Linked DNA regions of Mus musculus: region 2 is linked to region 1. A link is a contact called in public promoter capture Hi-C data. All regions are on one chromosome and are shown on one strand. The core of a region is the stretch at or near the end of the contact, and the rest is flanking DNA. Distances in the headings are between cores, read along the strand shown. Region 1 holds the start of Nol8 (nucleolar protein 8). Region 2 overlaps Secisbp2 (SECIS binding protein 2).

Region 1 (2,943 bases), core at 134-2,633:
GATACTAAGTTACTGCTAGTTCTAGCCTTCCTTCTCTCTTTGAATGGGCAATGCTTGGGCTTTGGATTTCTCTAGGACCTTAGGCAAGCTATTTAACTATTTAACACTCAGATCAACTACCTTTAAATAAGGCTTAACAATAGTAACTAATCAGAAGACTATCACAGTTTCCTATAGAAGGCATTAGCCATATATACCAATTTGACCATGCTAGGCTGCCCTGCCCTGGGGCTATATACCCCCAACCCTTATGTTTCTAACATAATGCAGAAAAAAAAAAAAAAAAAAAAAAAAAAAAAAAAAAGGTCAGGGCCCCTTAACTACATCGTTAGATGAGTCACAAAAACAAATCCATGAAACCAGAGTAAGGAGGGAATCCCAACTAGACAAGAGCAAGTATGGTGGCTCAGGTAATAACTCCAACACTGTGTGTGGGAGTTGGGGGCTGCGGAATAGAAGACTCTTGAGTTTGAAATCAAATTGAGCCAGTTCCTGACCTACAGAGTAACAATGTCTCCAAACCCAGAAAAACAAAACAAAACAAAACCAGCTATCTAGATGCTGTTCTCCCGAAGGCAAAGACTGCTTAAAGAAAAGCCAGATTTTCCCTTTGATTCTCATCAACTGGGCGAAAACAACCCTTAAGGAAACTATTTTCTGCTGATTATAATCAAGTCATAAGCCCCAAACGCAGCGTTCACACACTCATGAGGTCATCGTTCTCCCAGAACACTGATTCAAGTTCACATTTCAGGACGTCTCCCACCACGTTCTTGAGCATGGGTCTTGGGGGGGTGAGGGAGTCGGAGTCCAGAACTGTCATAAGGTTGAGAGGTCCGCGGGGTGCTACAGGGCATGGGCTGGGAGGGATGGACCCGAGCCACGTACCAGGCTCCGGACGCCTTCTCCCCAGCGTTTTGCAGCATTCTGCACTCTCGCTGCAGCGCTGCGACCTCCGCCTCCAGGGCGCGCAGTTCGCGGGTCTCGGAATCCATGGCTACCGACGTGGAACCCTGAAGGTGAAGTAGCCCGGAGAATGGCAGTCTGGGCGCCTCGGGCAGCCAGGAGACTTCAAGGAGCGCGCGCGCTCCTGGAACGGACCACTCTCGAGCTCACGGGGGGAGAGGCTGCCGGGAGTCGCGCGTCCACGCCCACGGCCTCGGACGACGTTCCCGAGCCTGACGGCCCGCGAAATGTCGCGTCGAGCGTCTAGACACCCCCGCCGCCTCTGCGAGTTGGTTCGTTCCAAATTGCACGTCACCCTCCAACGGCCGCCCATCCCGTCTAACGGCCACTGGGCCAGCCGAGCTCTTACGTCACCGAAGGGGGCGGATTCTCGGAAGCACGAGGAAAGGAGTCTCTTTATTTTGGTTCCGCTTCTTCACTTCCGCCTACTTGAACCGGAAATCAGGAACCACGCGGCGGAGTGTCTTTTCTGTAGGAATTACCGATTTTTATTTTTCTTTCTCACACTCTGTCAGTTTTACAACGTGGAGGAGAACTAACAGAACGTCAGTAAAAGCGAAGGCGGAGGAAATAAAGAGCCCTCTGGAACTGCGGGATAACGGAACCTTAGGAGATTGGGTTGGAAACTTTGTAGGAAGGAAAGGAAAATGCACTTGCCGGCACGTGTTATTAGACGTTAAGTGCTACGCCGGGCTTGAGCTGAGTCGGACAAGCGCCCTGAGGAAGAGTGTTTGCTCGTGAGAAGTGATGGGCTATTGGGCTTAGCCTCTCCTCTCCTTCCTTAGGGGCTTCTCGAAGAGAGAGGGCAGGGCTGGAAGGATGGGGCGGTGGCTACCAAGAAGGGGTACACTGTAGGTTTTTTTCCCAGAGTGCTGGCCTTTGCTTTGGGCTTCTGCCGCTATTTAGTGATCTCGCTTGGAAGGAGACAGCCAACTTTTGAGAAAGGTTTGAGTAAGAGCTGAACATCCGCCGAGAGCTAAACGAGATGGAGCGACCTCTGGAAAACGTTTCCAGCAATCTTGGTAGGACAGTGTTAACAATTCCGGGTTCCAAAATTAGACTTCATTATGATCCTTGCTGTCACCACTACTGTTTTCTAAGTGGCACTGGGAAAAGCCGTAACCGCTCCTACTCCCCTGACCGATGAGATCCACTCAGACTGCTTTGAACAATACAGGCACACAGTGGGGAAACATATTTTAGGTATAACTTAAGTTGCCGTCTTTGTGATTTAACAGCGCTTAGGGGACACTTGTATTTTGCCATACTATTGTAATTGCAGACTTTGTTATGACTGGAGCTCCAGGATGAAGCTATTTTTATCCGTTAGCTTACTATTTTTGCCAGTATATGTTAAGGTAAAAATGTAGAAATGAATGGGGGAGGGCAGTACTTCGAATAAAAAATCAATAAGGATAAGATATAATAGCTGTGGTTGTTTTAGAGAAAACATCTGGGAGAAGATGTGTGGATGTGCTGTACTTAGGTGCAGTTGCAAAGTGTGTTCATTGAGAATGTGGATGGAGGGCCTTTGTAAAATCTCCACTGATAAAATCTGAAAGCAATACATATGAAGAGACATAGCTTCATAAGATGAAGTTGGCACAGAAGTTTCAGGGGAAAGAGTTGTGTTAAATTTCTGGAAAACTATTAAATTGTTTTTCTGTCCAAAATTAACTTTTCCAGATAGATGCCCAACATCCATGCAAGGCAACAGAGAAATGAAGCGCCTCTTTGTGGGTGGACTTGGACAGGGCATTTCTGAGACAGACCTACAAAATCAGTTCGGCAGATTTGGAGAAGTTTCTGACGTGGAGATCATCACTCGGAAAGATGACCAAGGTAAATCTGTAACACGAGGGAGTTAAAAACAGACAAGGTCAATGATATTACAGGAGAAGCAACCCCAGAGCTGAATGTTAGCGCTAAACATCATATATGGCTTCCTGGATTATTTCATATGAAAATTAATTTTGA
Region 2 (2,938 bases), core at 267-2,766, 2.0 Mb after region 1:
CTCGAGGCCAGCCTGGTCTACAGAGTGAGTTACAGGACAGCCAAGGCTACAGCAAGACCCTGCCTCGAACGAGAGAGAGAAAGAAAGAAACAAACAAACCAAACAAAAAGTATTTTAGAAAACTTGTAATAAAAGTTAGACACCATGCTTGGCCAACATGACAGCTGATCCAGCCCCAGCTCTCAGAAGGCAGAACCAGTGGCATAAATGCCTGGTCCAGGTCCGTGAGGCCAGAGGCCTAGTGGGTCACTTTGCATCCTACGGCTGGGACAGCTCTGCTTTGAATGATGCACTTTCTTCTCCATTATGAAGTCTGTGCAAATGGCAAGTGTTACTGTGAGAGTCTAGTCATCTGAATGCTCTTCATACCTCTCTGAATTCTTTTAAATTTCACTTATTTTTTCCAGTTTGTTCTTGGGAATGAACCTGGGCCCAGGCCCTTGTCTGTCGTTCTTCATTTCCACCCTTTGGAGAAGCTGCATTAGTAGATTATTGTATACCATGCTGCAGGCTTCAAAGAAAAAAAACTAAGTTAAGAAAAGATTTTGTTGGTTTTCAAAGTGTACTGGCTGGTTTTGTGCGTCAACCTGGCACAAGCTGGAGTTACCACAGAGAAAGGAGCCTCCCTTGAGGAAATGGCTCCATGAGATCCTGCTGTAAGGCATTTTCTCAATTAATGATCAAGGGTGGGAGAGCCCAGCCCATTGTGGGTGGTGCCATCCCTGGGCTGGTAGTCCTGGGTTGTATAAGAGAGCAAGCTGAGAGCAAGCCAGGGGAAGCAAGCCAGTAAGTAACATCCCTCCATGGCCTCTGCATCAGCTCCTGCTTCCTGACCTGCTTGAGTTCCAGTCCTGACTTCCTTTGGTGATGAACAGCAATGTGAAAATATAAGCTGAATAAACCCTTTCCTTCCTAACTTGCTTCTTGGTCATGATGTTTGTGCAGGAATAGAAACCCTGACTAAGACAAACTGGTACCAGCATAGTGGGGTATTCCTGTGACAACTTGACCATGTTTGAGGAGGACTGTGGAAGGACTTTGGAACTTTGAGCTAGAAGATCCATTGGGATATTCAGAGCTCTGTGGGATGTTGTGTAGGAGCTTGGAAGATAATGTTGAGAACAGGCAGAAGATGGAGGGCTGGCTTGTGAAATTTCAGAGGGAAGATTAAAGACTCTTTTCAGGGCCCTTGCTTTGATTGTGAAGATTCTTCGGTTTTGGTTAGCTGTCCCGGTGTCCGGTCTCCGCAGTCTCCCACCCGCGGCAACAAGAACAACTCGAACACCAAGTCGGGTTCACACAACAGCTTCTTTACTTGTGGCTTTTTCCTTTTACAGTTCTCTTCCCCAGCAGCTTCTTCTTAGGGCAAGGGCTAAAACACTCCTATTACAACAGCTTCTCTTACTCTACTTCTACTCACGGCAAGGGCTAAAACTACTCTCTTCACTACTCTCACCAAGTCACCTCCTTCTAGCTCCACCCCACCTCATCCAATTAGAATTCACACACACGCACGTGTGTGCTCCAGACACGAGCTCAGGTCGTTCACAGATAGGCTGACAGGTCTGGATCACGAGGAACAGTCCAGCCTGGCAGGCAGCCCTCGCATGCAGCTTCACTGCGCATGCTCAGGCAAGGTAGTAAACAAGTGGGTTTCACGGGGCCTGTGGCCGCACCCGCTTCCCGCAATTAGCTGGGGCTGAAGGTTCAGCAGTGATTAACAAGATACCAGAACTACTAAAGTGAACCCTTTGCTTTACTGGGACTTCTCATGCTAGTTAGCTGGAGCTAAGAAATTAGTGGTGATTAAGAAGAGACAGCATCACTGAGGTGAAATCTTCTGGGAAGTGTTTTCTGAGAGCACAGAGGCTGTGTTCCAGAGATAGCCAAGGTTGTACCTCATGCTGCAGCTGGACTTGGAAATGTGTAAGAGTCACCCACATGGTACTGGTTTTGAAGGCTGAAGGGCAGCTGAGGCTCAGCACTGTGAGAGGCCATGGAAGGCCATTTGTGAAGGTGCAGCCTCAGTAGCAATTGATGGCCCAGGACTGAAGGGGTCATGCAAAGGAGTTGAGAGCCTGTGAGAGGCTATTGGTGAAGCCTAGTTGCAGTGGAAGACATCAGTGTTTTGGAGTTGCCAGTACCATGAGATGACCACCAAGAACAGCAACAGCAGTGGAGTACAGGCAGCTGGAGCCTAGAAGACGAGGTATGTGCTACAAAGGGCAGAGCTGGAGAAGTGACCCAAGCCCTTGGAGGAGCCCAGAAGATCCTGAGTGCATCCCAGATATTGGACAGTTTGAGTTTGCTTTTGATTGTGACTGTGCCCTGATATTTTTCTCTCTTGAAGGAAAAAAGAATTTTACTGGAGCCCACAGTTAAGAGACTTTGAATTGTAAAAAGACTTTGACTTTCATAAGAGATTGGATATTTTAAAGGGATTGAAATTTTTTGTTGTTGTTTTTTTGTTTTTTTTTTGTTTTGGTTTTTTTTTTGGTTTTTTTGGTTTTGGTTTTTCGAGACAGGGTTTCTCTGTATAGCCCTGACTGTCCTGAAACTCACTTTGTAGACCAGGCTGGCCTTGAATTCAGAAATCCACCTGCCTCTGCCTCCTGAGTGCTGGGATTAAAGATATGCGCCACCATGCCCAGCAGGGGTTGAAATTTTAATATGTAAATATTTGTAAAGGCTGTGGGACTTTTAAAGTTATTTAGATCTTGGGGATGAATAAGGAAGTAAAGGCTTAATAGTGGGGTGTATGTGTGTGTCAAATTGACCAGAGGCCAGTTATACTGGCTGCTTTTGTGTGTCAACTTGACACAAGCTGGAGTTAACACAGAGAAAGGAGCCTCCCTTGAGGAAATGCCTCCATGAGATCCAGCTGTAAGGCATTTTCTCAATTAGTGATCAAGGGGGGAGGGCCCACTGTGGGTGGTGC

Evidence for each region. Promoter capture Hi-C pulls out the DNA fragments that hold promoters and counts their contacts.
Region 2: a contact with region 1 is called in a promoter capture Hi-C map of embryonic stem cells, with 4 times the contacts expected there. The contact joins the enhancer-like site here to the promoter of Nol8 in region 1. A contact is called at or near these places in 5 of 39 promoter capture datasets (cranial neural crest, embryonic stem cells, liver and 1 more), 1 of 484 Hi-C or Micro-C datasets (embryonic stem cells) and 1 of 115 datasets of contacts at active chromatin or transcription factors (embryonic stem cells).

Annotation. Positions count from the first base shown.
Region 1 is chr13:49,651,695-49,654,637 of GRCm38.p6, forward strand. It overlaps Nol8 (nucleolar protein 8), which reads left to right and starts at 1,384. Exons shown (of 17, transcript NM_001271397.1): 1 at 1,384-1,988; 2 at 2,653-2,808. The coding sequence starts at 1,952. It overlaps Cenpp (centromere protein P), which reads right to left and starts at 1,037. Exons shown (of 8, transcript NM_025495.3): 1 at 889-1,037. The coding sequence starts at 995.
Region 2 is chr13:51,666,830-51,669,767 of GRCm38.p6, forward strand. The region is part of intron 7 of Secisbp2 (SECIS binding protein 2); the gene reads left to right. Among named protein-coding and RNA genes, the nearest start is that of Secisbp2, 17 kb to the left of the region's middle. Within about 2 kb of position 1,517, at least 9 of the 459 cell types and tissues checked have an H3K27ac peak or open chromatin away from gene starts, as enhancers often do. A contact at or near this core is called in embryonic stem cells, where this site is marked.